Regions from separate parts of the Mus musculus genome. Here region 2 is linked to region 1. The links are chromatin contacts, called in public Micro-C maps. All regions are on one chromosome and are shown on one strand. Each heading gives the region's core, a stretch centred on a gene start, on an enhancer-like site or on the middle of the called end of the contact. The rest is flanking DNA. Distances are from core to core; before and after follow the strand shown. Region 1 overlaps Lrmda (leucine rich melanocyte differentiation associated). Region 2 overlaps Kcnma1 (potassium large conductance calcium-activated channel, subfamily M, alpha member 1).

The links. Hi-C and Micro-C count contacts between places; a contact is called where the count stands out from the background.
Region 2: a Micro-C map of brown adipocytes shows a contact between it and region 1, with 5 times the contacts expected there. The contact joins two enhancer-like sites. A contact is called at or near these places in 7 of 484 Hi-C or Micro-C datasets (brown adipocytes, embryonic fibroblasts, nephron progenitors and 2 more) and 1 of 115 datasets of contacts at active chromatin or transcription factors (fibro-adipogenic progenitors).

The regions. Positions count from the first base shown.
Region 1 is chr14:23,044,779-23,050,488 of GRCm38.p6, reverse strand. All of the region lies in intron 6 of Lrmda (leucine rich melanocyte differentiation associated), which reads right to left. The region is part of intron 2 of Gm10248 (predicted gene 10248); the gene reads left to right. Among named protein-coding and RNA genes, the nearest start is that of Gm10248, 47 kb to the left of the region's middle. Within about 2 kb of position 3,893, at least 19 of the 459 cell types and tissues checked have an H3K27ac peak or open chromatin away from gene starts, as enhancers often do. A contact at or near this core is called in brown adipocytes, where this site is marked.
Region 2 is chr14:23,425,137-23,430,816 of GRCm38.p6, reverse strand. Kcnma1 (potassium large conductance calcium-activated channel, subfamily M, alpha member 1) reads left to right here. Exons shown (of 28, transcript NM_001253364.1): 19 at 5,077-5,250. Among named protein-coding and RNA genes, the nearest start is that of 5430425E15Rik, 82 kb to the left of the region's middle. Within about 2 kb of position 1,591, at least 60 of the 459 cell types and tissues checked have an H3K27ac peak or open chromatin away from gene starts, as enhancers often do. A contact at or near this core is called in brown adipocytes, where this site is marked.

The sequences.
Region 1 (5,710 bases), core at 2,644-5,143:
TGCCATGCTGACAAGGAGGCTATGATCTAACAATGATCTATCTGACCACATGAAGCTTACTAAACAGTGGCAAAGATGGCAGAACCGAGATCTCTAATCTCTCAAAAGAAAAGTTGGAGGCAGAGTCATTCGGCCTTAGCAGAAAATGATGGCATGTCCTGAAGAGGAAGAGAAGCCCAGTAACTGAGAAAGAAAATGTAGCAGTAGAGTCCCTCTGGGCCAATGTGGAAGTTTCTAGAACAAGATAACCATGGGATACTATGTAAATCTATATCCTTCCTCCTCCACTTCCAATACCCAGTCCTAACAGGGTGTGGTACAGATGAGGTTAGGCAATGGCAATCTGCTAAATACATTTAAGAATTTACACATACATATTCATACACATACATGAACATATACCTCTGCATAAACATTTTAAACAGATCCTTTCAAATTTGGAAATTTTGGTTCTGTACCCTTTTATCTTTTTTTTTTAAAGATTTATTTATTTATTATATGTAAGTACACTGTAGCTGTCTTCAGACACACTAGAAGAGGGCATCAGATCTTGTTACAGATGGTTGTGAGCCACCATGTGGTTGCTGGGATTTGAACTCCGTACCTTTGCAAGAGCAGTCGGGTACTCTTACCCACTGAGCCATCTCACCAGCCCTGTACCCTTTTATCTTAAACCTCTGATATGACCTTCTTACATTTCAAACATTAAAAAAAGTAGGCAGCTTAAATCTCTGCCTTAATAAAGGAGAGGCAGGGTGGGAAGGGCTAGGGTTTCTGTTCTTCAATGCCGATGGCATTTTCATTCTCAATACCTTCCCCTCAAGACTACAGCAAAAGGAAAGTGAATGCTCTCTGACTCTCAGAGATGTAAACGGCATGGACCAGAAGGAACGCTCCCATTCCCCATGGGCCTGGGCTTTTGTTGCATAAGAGTCAAATGGTACCTAGGAAAGGAAGAAACGCCTGCAGTTTACAGTTGACCTTACAGTTTACCTCGACCTCAGCCACATGACATGTTACTGGCTCCCCTGAGGATCTAAGAGGTAGTTAGCAGGGCTGACAGGCATATAGGACCTGCACACAGTTCAGTATAAGCAAGGCAAAGTGACAGGAAGAGAGATTAAAAAAAAAAAAAAACTAGGGGAAAGGATCCTTGGTAGCAGTTTTTTTCTAGAAGAAAGTTCATGCCTTTCCTTCATGCCTAGACATACTGTCTTCCACTGGCCTCTGAATCCCAGCTTAGAATTCAAACAAGCTTTCTACTTGATCCAGGGGACAGACAAAAAGGAATGGGTGACCCTTCCCTCCTTCCCAAACTAGTAGGCTAAGACTTGAGGCAGATATCTGGGTTTGTAGTCAGCATTTTCAGTTGAAGATGTGTGGGTACCACGGCTGCAAGGACACTTGCTGGCTCTCCTTCCCATGTCTGGGGAGGATGCACTGGACATTGTCCTTGCTTTTGGCTACCCACCTCCACACACGCCATCCAGTATTATACAAATGAGAAGCACCAGGGGATGCTTATTCTAGACTCTGCCACTGTGTTGGGGTGGTCACTGAATGCTGCCATCTTCGCCTGCAGGATATTTTTGGCTTCTGGCTTACATGTGCTAACATGTGTAAACTTGCCTGGTAATTTTCCTTTGAGAAGGTGCCAGTTATGCACAGTTCTGTTTTGACAGTTTAACTCCTTACTTGCTTCTTAAATACCAAGTCAAATATTTTCTGTTCTTAATATTCTCCTTTCTACTTTCAGAAGAGTATGACTTCATTCCCATGTAATATTCCTCTACCGGCTTTTGCAAACTATGAATATAGTCCAGTGACGTCTTATCTTTTCTGCCATCATTTAGTGGTAAGAGCCCCATTTCCCAGAGTAAATTTGTGTGTTGTTGAATTACAGCAGGAGAGGTTGAGCTGTCTGGGAAAGTTTGGTCACATTTTACCATGTTTATCTCTGGCTGATTTCATTTTATTTTTTTCATTATTTCTACCAAGGTTAATCCCACCCTATGAATTCGAGATCTTGGGATGTAAATCGCGGGTCAGTGTTTTTATCTATGACAAATCATATTAGATTCAAGGTTCCATTGATGCCAGTTCTTCCTCGGGCTGATTATTTCTACTGGCAATGCTTATCATAAATTAAAGGACAGCTTTTATTTGTTTCTTAGCACCTGGAGCCCAATGTGGACATTCTAGATGTAAAACAAGATTCAAGTTATGGGGTTATGACAGGATGCTTTCTGTAAACACAGTGAACACAGAGTCAGATCTCACAATATGGCCATTAATTCAAAGGTTAGGATGCAGACAAAGAGCCTCTCAGATTAAACTTAGAGAAATGTGTGCTTGGCCTCAGTGCTCAAACACTGAGATGGCCTGAAGGGTGGTTCATAACTATCCCTTGAGAGTCTAGATTGTGAAGCCTGCTCAGCCGGATGCTGGGCCATGTCAGGCCTCACCCTGTATCTGAAGGAAGCACAACACCAGGGGGAAAGGCTCTAACTGTAGTGAGGTGACTGTGACGGGCAAGCATCCTTGCCTCCAGACCAGGGAGGCTGGACAACTCAGGGTGAGAGTGAGCAGACAGGTTGACATGTCATAAAGCAGAGTCTGTAGGAAATATGCTCTGGGCTCCCAGGGCAGTTGAAATGAGGCTTGTCATCTTAGGAGGAAAAGGAGTTAGGAAAGGGAGGACAGGAGGACACACACACACACACACACACAAACACACACTTTTTCTACATAGCAAGACCAGTTTTCCCTTTGTGTATGCAAGTTTTAGACATCCTTGTCCATTGATCAGACGCCCAGGCACCATCCCTGCTGTCTCTCCTTGAGCCCACGGATATCATGGCCAGGTGAAAGATACTCCAGACCTTCTGAACCATCACAGAACATGTATCCACTAAGAATCCTAGTTAGGAGAGCCACTGGGCCTTTGCTCACATGTCCTTTCCAATTTGTTTGCAATATGAGCAGGCCCTCTATGAAAGACCCTCGGAGCCAGCATCTATCTCTCACCTCCACTCACAGAATTTTGATCAGAATGAGATATGGTAGAAATAAGAGACCAAATCTACTTTCCTTGCTTGAACAAGTCCCCTCCCTCTTCAGAAATAAGTTTGTAAATCTTGCTGGGCCAAGCTTTGTTTGTTTACTTATTTGCCTTTGCATTGTCAGTTCTGTTCTGTCCCAAATAAAAAATGAGAGCAGAGAACACCCTTCTTCCTGATGTCCGAAAGAGCAGTTTACTTACGCCCAGCTGTTAGCATTACTTTGTCCTTCCCTGAACTCTTTAGTCAGACACATAATGCTAAGTTCTGCTTTTATAGCTTATTTTTCAGGTGTATTATTTATTTGTTCAGTCTTCTTCACAGGCACAAGGGCCTCCCGAGAACTTCAAAGATCACCACCAACAGGACACTGGCTCATCCTTTGCTGCTTCTTCACGGAGGGCAAAAGGAGCTGTAGAGTGGGCCAGCAAGAGGGGCATAATGGATGTGAGAAGGGCTAGATTCCAAGGTGCACGCTAAGATGGGATGCAAATCAAGTGTAGTTCATCAGGTGCCTTTCCAGCAGCTCCTGGATGGATCTCACCCTGGCTGTCATTCAAAATGGACAGTGCTCATGTGGGAAGACTTCATGTTTCTGTTTCAAGAGAACGAAGAAATCTTTCAGAAAGGAGACAGGGGCCAGAGGGTGTGTGTGAGGAAAGTACAGAGGGGAAGAAGGGGGAAAGAGAGGGAAAGGGAGAGAGAAGTAGAGGGGTGAAAGAAAAGTAGAGGGAGGAAGGAAGGGAGACAGAGACAGAGACACAATCACACCCCCTCCACCACTCCCAATATCTCTGTATTTATCCTTTCCACTTCATCTTTTGAAGTCAGAATCGTAGCCACTAGAGGGCAGCATGCAGTTAGGAAACAGCCACGGCTTTCTTTAAATAAATAAGGGCAACTATTCAGGGAAGGCCATTAAAGCCACACTGTGCTTGTGGTCACCAATTACACGTTCTGTAATGATCAATATGTCATGTTTACCCAATCTGAGCTGAAGGCTATCTGGGACTGAGGCTACCAAAGGCCCCCCTCTCTATGACACATTTAGGTTCCTTCTGCCTCCGTTTCAGGGGACTAGTCTTCCTTACCAGCCATGGTTAGTTTTAGCTCAGGGCTTTGGTTTTGGATTTGTTTTTTGTTTTTAAATACTACCTGCACAAATATAAAGAAGCATGCAAACCAATAAAAACAGATCCTCTCTTAGAAAAAGGAAACAAAAAGCACTTGTACCATGGGCACTCCCCCAAAGAAAAGTGACATCCATTGGCGTGGAGTTACCATTCTCTGGGAGCATATTTTAAGTTATTTTTATTTTTTGACTCAAGTGACCATTGGGTCAATACACAGAAATCATGGCTGCTGCTTTTTTAAAGGCAGGTTTTTCTTGCTTAAAACCCAATGAGTGTCTTCCGTCCCTTCTCAGAATATCTAGTCCAGAGTCATCACTCACACTGAGAACAGCAACCGAGTGACCTCCCATACTCTAAGAGACATTGGTATGTGCAGCTTCCACAGATATTAAGCCCAACCTGGTTTTAAAGTCCAGGAAATGGCATTCTAAACTAAAATCACATGGAATGAAAATAATTGAGAGGATTCAACCCAAGATGACAAAAACCAGTTACTTGGTTCTTCTCCCTCCACCCCAAGTAACACAGCGCAGAGTGCAGCAGAAGCCCTAGCAAGCAGGACAGGGCTCCTGCCCTCTTTCTAGGCATTCTCTCAATGTAACAGTCGTGTGACAAAGCAGCCACAAAGGAAAGGTGGGGCCCAGTTAATTAATTAGATTATTATCTCATGATTAAGTGGAAACTTTGAGTTCTCTCTCACCCATAAAAGCAACAGTCTCACTAGATTTGCCAGAGTGGCTGCAGTTGAGGGTTACCAGTGAGGATGACACAATCAGGAAGTAAGATGGGGGTGGGGGTGGGGGTGGGAGAAGTGAATGCTACTCAGAAACACAGCATCCTTCCTCTGCACAGACTTCAGAAGGGTTCAGACAGCAGATTCACACACACACCACCAAGCCCAAGCTACATCTTAGGTGTTCAACAAATAATTTGTATAGACTGGTGATGGAAGTCAGAAGGCAGCCTCATCTGTCATTTTTTCAATTTATTCTATCTTTTAAGACAGCCTTTTGGGGGGGGGTTACAGATTACCCATTCAGCTACAGTGGGTTTCCAGGACTCTCTAGGCTGGGGTGATAAGTACATAGCAATATGCCTGGCTTTATCACGCATGCTTGTCTTAAGAGATGGAACATGACTCCTCAGGTTTGCTTCCCACTGAGACGTCTCCCCATATCTAAGTTGATATTTGTGGACTGAGCACAATGGCCTAAGGGTGCTTCGGAGCCCATACATTTGACATGCCAAAGAGTTGGGTGTCCTCTCCCTAGGAACTGGTTCTCCTTGACTTTCTCTCCATGGGGACCATCCCCAAAACTTCCAATTTAGTGGGTCTGAGTCTGGGACGAGAAATTTGTTTCTTTTGGAAAATTCCCAGATAATGTTGCAGAATGATCTTTAAGAAAGTCTGTTCTAGAACAACCTAAAGGCCCCTCCCCACCCTGCCCTTTTCTTTGGTAAAGTAAATGCCCTCATTTTTATTCATATTTAAAGTTAGAGACACAAAGAATCTGGCTA
Region 2 (5,680 bases), core at 342-2,841, 380 kb before region 1:
CGGCCACACAAAGCCAGTCAACACACAGCTCCAGAGGCAGTCTCTCTCACCTTCCTCTGCCACAGCGTGACTGTTGTGAGCCAGATCAACTAGCTGGGTGTGTACTCCAGGTGGCTGACTTTAGGCTCTGTCCTTGCCTTTTTCTGATCACAGAAAGCCATGCATAAGACTTTTCTTCTTCTTCAAAAGGTAACAGGAGGAACTGGGTTCAGGGGAGATATCATTTCTCATTTATAGGATTTAAAAGACCCTCTTATTCCTAGTGTTTCATCTAACAATATACCTCAGACAAAAGGGTTTTTCTTTTGTAGAGGATTTTGTTTATAATTTGAGCCTTTGAAGAATGGTTTCATGTTAAGAAACAATGCTTCCCTTCCCTAGACTGATTTAAAAAGTGGGCTGTGGTCTAAGAAGTGTGCCTTAATTTAACAGCATTTTTTTTTCCTTTCACACTAGTCTCCTCTTACATATACTCCCTTGGAGACCAAATTATTTTCCCTCTAGCATCTGGAAACCTCCACTTTGGCCTCTTTGGCAAGGCCACTTTTCCTCTCCCTTCCAATCCACCCCCCAAATTAAGATTCTGCAATTGCAACTTGGCTGGCCATTTGGTTGCTGATGCCGGAGGTAGATGGCACTGCAGACAGCATGGGCTGCAACCCTTCCTTCCATTCCAGACTTGGTGCAGAAGGGCCAACCAGCAGAGGACCTGAGGCCTGATACCTGATTGCATCAGTGTGCCCCAAGGAAAGAAAAGTGACCATGCTCCATCTGCAGCAGGTTTCATTTCTTAGCAACACGACCTTTGACAACAGAGGAAAAGTCGGGCAAGTGTGTCTCTGAGAAAGCCTTCCACTGTAAACATTCAACAGTAAACAGATAGCTTTGATGGTGTCCACTAGGGAAGTACTTCTGTTTTGTCTCTATAAATACTACTAGGAAGTCATAATGGAAGTATTGGATGGGCATCCATTTTATTGTGTTGAAGAGAAGCACATGAAAGCTTTCTTCTGAAGCGATGAAACTGCTCAAACAAAGTTATCTGTTTTTTAGAGGAAGGTGAGACCCAGGATCAGACTCTTGGCACTGACATGATCTCTTCACATCATTGGTACTGGTCCAAGAACAAGAACATTTTGTGGGCCAAAGAGAAAAGGAAGTCTCGGGTGGCTTATATATTTTTCTTTCCCAGAGTTAAGTTGGCCTATGGGGGCAGTTTATAGAGCATAAAGTTCCAAGAGCCCCAAGACAGAGTGACAAGTAGCCACACCATTAATAATCTGGCCCAGTCCCTCTCTCAGGAAGCTGCTGCAGAGCTGAGGCATGGGGACCCCATCCACCAATACACTTAAACCAATGTGTTTGCAAGTTGCCACTGTTGACCGCCCCAGGATGCTGTCCCAGGACCTTTCAGCCATTTGTCCTCACTACCCCTAAACATCCGCCACTGAACTGAAATAACACCACAAGATTTCAAGTCTTAGAGAGGAGACAAGGCCTAGGAGAGATGAAACAGCAAGGTCAGGGTTTGCTCTGTTAAGGAGCTGCTTGCTCTCCTACAGCAGTCCACTAGATGTCCTCATAGACCTACTCTGCTCTGCTCTCACACTACAGAAAACATTTTCATTGGTGACTGGGAAGAGCGGTGGATGGCTACTAACTAAGAAAGGAACTCAGCAAACAACAGTGGAGAGAAGATTTTCTTACTTTCTTTTTTTTTTTTTTTAATGACTAGGAATACATGAGAAACGTGTTTTAAATAGATACTGAAGTATTGCAAGTAGGTCTGTGAAACTCAACCTTAGGGGTTTAAAGTACCTCTCTGATACTGGAAACAAATCCTCTGACCCAAAATCGGATGTACAAAAAAAATAGCCACTAAGAAGGCTCTGGAAATCTGTAATTCACTGGAACCAAAGTGAAGGGTTAGGAAGCTGTAGAGTTGAGGAAGGTGACAGAGGAAGTCTGTGATGTAGTACTGATACAACTTTATTTTATAACCCAAGAATAAAATGCCCACATATTCTGGAACACCTACTACAAGGGAGGCAAATCTTCAGCTTTTCTTTGCTAATCTTCACCATGAGTAATAACGGTCCAGAGGGAATCTCTTAACTGAACATACATCCCTCAACCCTGATGGATTGCTCCATCAGATGCAAGGTCAGAATCACCCTTCTCCTCGGCTTAGGAAACAGACCTAGAAGCACATAGGTGATGACACACGTGACTGGGGTGGTGCAGAAGGGGGGCACACACTTAACTGGTTGTCTTTACTCTAGACCTTGTGGTTCATGAAGGTTTGTCAATATGTGGGGCTCAATCATTTTTAACTGTTTTTGTCTTGTCTCTGAGCCTCATGTTGATCATTCTTGCTGGTGTGTGTGTGTGTGTGTGTGTGTGTGTGTGTGTGTGTGTGTGTGTGTTGCTCTTTGTCTTTTGAGATTTCTTTTCTGCATTTGGTGGGAGTGTGAAATGACTGGGCAGGAGTGTTGACTAAGAGCATGTTTTCTGTTTTATGCATATGCTGCTCTGGAATGTGACTGCTTATAATTAACAGTTAATCTTCTTATAGCAAATGGGTTTCTGCTGCCTCAGTTACCAGTTGCAGCCTGTTACTGCATGCTAACAATATGAAATTTTACAACAGTGCATGGTCTCCGGAACAGCCAACCATGACAGTTGCAAACAGTCCCTGAAAGCCACTGGTTTGGTGTTTTGCTCCTTCCTGAACATTTTGGAAGTGGGAGGCTTCCATTGCCCATTGTGACAAGTTGACCTCTGTGGGGGGAAAAAGATTCCAAAGTTACCTATTCCCATCACCCTTCCATATGTATATATATATATATATATATATATATATATATATATATATACACACACACATGAACTTTCTTTCCCCATAAATGTGTCACATTCTATTACCATGCATGAACCCGAAATGGCAGTATGAAAATGAAAACCAGGGACTGTTGCTAATGAGAAACATAGCATTTCTGAGTTTGATGGGATTTTCTGCTACAGCATTTGATTTAAAAACAGAAAAAAAGAAAACAACTTTCAAAATAATTTATCTACAGTGAAACAACAAACAAACAAAACAAAAAAATCATCTCCATTCTCCTCGCCTTTGTAAGTAACAGGTCCATAGGTCCAGTTAAAGCATTACGAAAGAAAAAGCAAAAGACTGGCTTTCCAAGTTAAATACCAGATCTGGATACGATTCAGCTAAATTTATTTTCATGTCTTCCATTGAAGATTTTTCTTTTCTCCCATTCTTGACTTCAGCCACTGCTGTTGATCAAGATGACCTGGACATTGGCTGCAAGCCTTGGGGGTTCCTCTGACTCAAATGCTATGGCAGATTCTTAGTTTTATTTTTTTTGGTAACAAGCTAAGAGCAAAAGAATGACACACTTTAAGTTGAACAGGGCTGGGGTTGCATGTTAATCAGTGCAACAGTTAGGATGCTAAAGGACCATGTCACTGGGAATGTGAGCCTATTCACAGGAATGGAGATGCTGTTGGAGGTCTCTCATTCATCTCCCCCCAGTGCCTGCTCTTCACAGTCATGATGTTCTCCTTGCTTGACAAGCCCACTGTATGGCAAGTCATTAAGGTCTTAGAACAGGGCTTGACCCATGTGAGAGATTTAAACCCTTTCCTGGTGACTGTAACATTCAAAGAGAGTAAAACCACAAGTTATATTTTAAACTAAGACAGTGACTATTCTCTACAAAGGAAAAGAAATAAGGATAGTGTGGAGGACGGGGTGGGAGTGGAGATAACACCTCCTTGGTCCAAGTTCAGTGATTGGCTGTGATACTTGGAAGATTAATGAGTTTTTCTCCTACCCTGTAAGAGGAGCAGGCTGGTTCCTGCTAAGTGAGAAGCAAACATGTTTGCCTGTTGTAGCATCAAAAAGAGGTGCAGTGGCTTCTCTTGTACTGAAATATAAATTGACCACAAGAGTAAAACAGGAAACAATGGGGGCATTAAATTAACGAGCTTTGCATGTCGGTATTTGAGGTGGCTCCAGGGTCAGTACCAAACCTTCACACTATGCCAGAGTCTTAAAAGAACCACTGAGGGTTCCTGAAAATGCCAGCAAGATATTTCACATGCCAAGTATTTCATGTTTTGTTGTTTATAATCTCTCTTGGCTAATATTTTCTGTGTAAGGAAAAAAGTATGATTAAACCAACTAATTGCCTTCTAATTCTCTGGTGGGCAGGGAGAGAAAGGCAGCTCTCCCAGTTGATACTCCCATGAGTAGCTAAAAGCAATCTAGGAAACCAACATCTCATATTGCTTTGGGTGATTTTTTTATTTTTTTATTTTTTGTGAACTTCCTTTAATGTATCCAGCGTTAGCCCTGAGTAGAGGCATTTCTTATATGGACAGATTTGGATATTTGTTCTGTCAAGAGTAAATTTAAATTCCTGTAGCTATCATGTAAACTCACTCCCGGGAAGTTCAGCGAAAGCATCCTCAGATCTGATATTAACACGTAATCGTTTCACATTTAATTTGATGGAAACTTGTCGCAGGCTCTGCTTAATGCCCAGAAATAGATGAAAATGAGAAAACCTACATATTAGATATGTTTATATCCTGCAAAAAACATTTATTGTACCAAATTAGCAATTCATTTAACTGATTGGCTGTGTGTCTCTTTTGCCCTCCTGCATTAATTTTGTCAGGGGGAGAATGGTGGTTACATCTTTTTTTTCTGTCTGTAATTTGCTTTTTTTTTTTCATCCAAGAAACGGGATGTGTTCAGCCATGCCTTCTTCCTGTGGTCACGGCTCCATCGAGGGGACAAAAATGATATGCAACAGCCTTTGGGAATGATAAAGGCAATTTATATTTTCACTGCTTCTTTTTATTTTTGATGTACAACCAAACTGTCACCAACAATCACTGCATTTTTTTTCTTCTGTTTCTGGGTCAAGACTGTTAACGTGAACTAAGACCTGTGTTCAATCCTCCAGCGCCCTTCCAGCTGCCTTGCTGTATGTGACCTTGCCATTAACCGCGCTCTTCCTCTCCTCCCATCCAACCACATGGTTATAGCCAAGATGTCCATCTACAAGAGAATGAGACGAGCATGTTGTTTTGATTGCGGACGTTCTGAGCGTGACTGCTCGTGCATGTCAGGCCGTGTGCGTGGTAACGTGGACACCCTTGAGAGAACCTTCCCGCTTTCTTCTGTCTCTGTTAATGATTGCTCCACCAGTTTCCGTGCCTGTAAGTTTAACCTCAACACACCCAGTTCCATGTCTGTGCTTGTCTGTGGTAATCAGCCCTGTGTTTTGTGTTGTGCCCTGTGGTCCTGTAAGTCCACCGAGCTCATGTTGCCATTCTAATGTGGTCTTGTATGTGATGACATGTTGCTTGTGTTCCTGTGTATATGATGAAAAGGCTTTCCCTTTTGCCCTGGTTTATGCTTCTTGGGATAGTGAACAAAACAGGCATGTGACAGCCTGCAGATGGTCTTCCTCTCTCTTGCCTAAATAGGTGAAGATGGAAAGCCAAGTGACAGGATAGCAAGCACTATTTTAATAGAAGATATGTGAAAATGCAGGAATTTGGATTTATAAGTGACCATTAATTGGGGTAGAGTAAAAAGATGGAAGAAAAGGAATAGGAGAAAAGGTTTGCTAGCGTTTCAAAATAC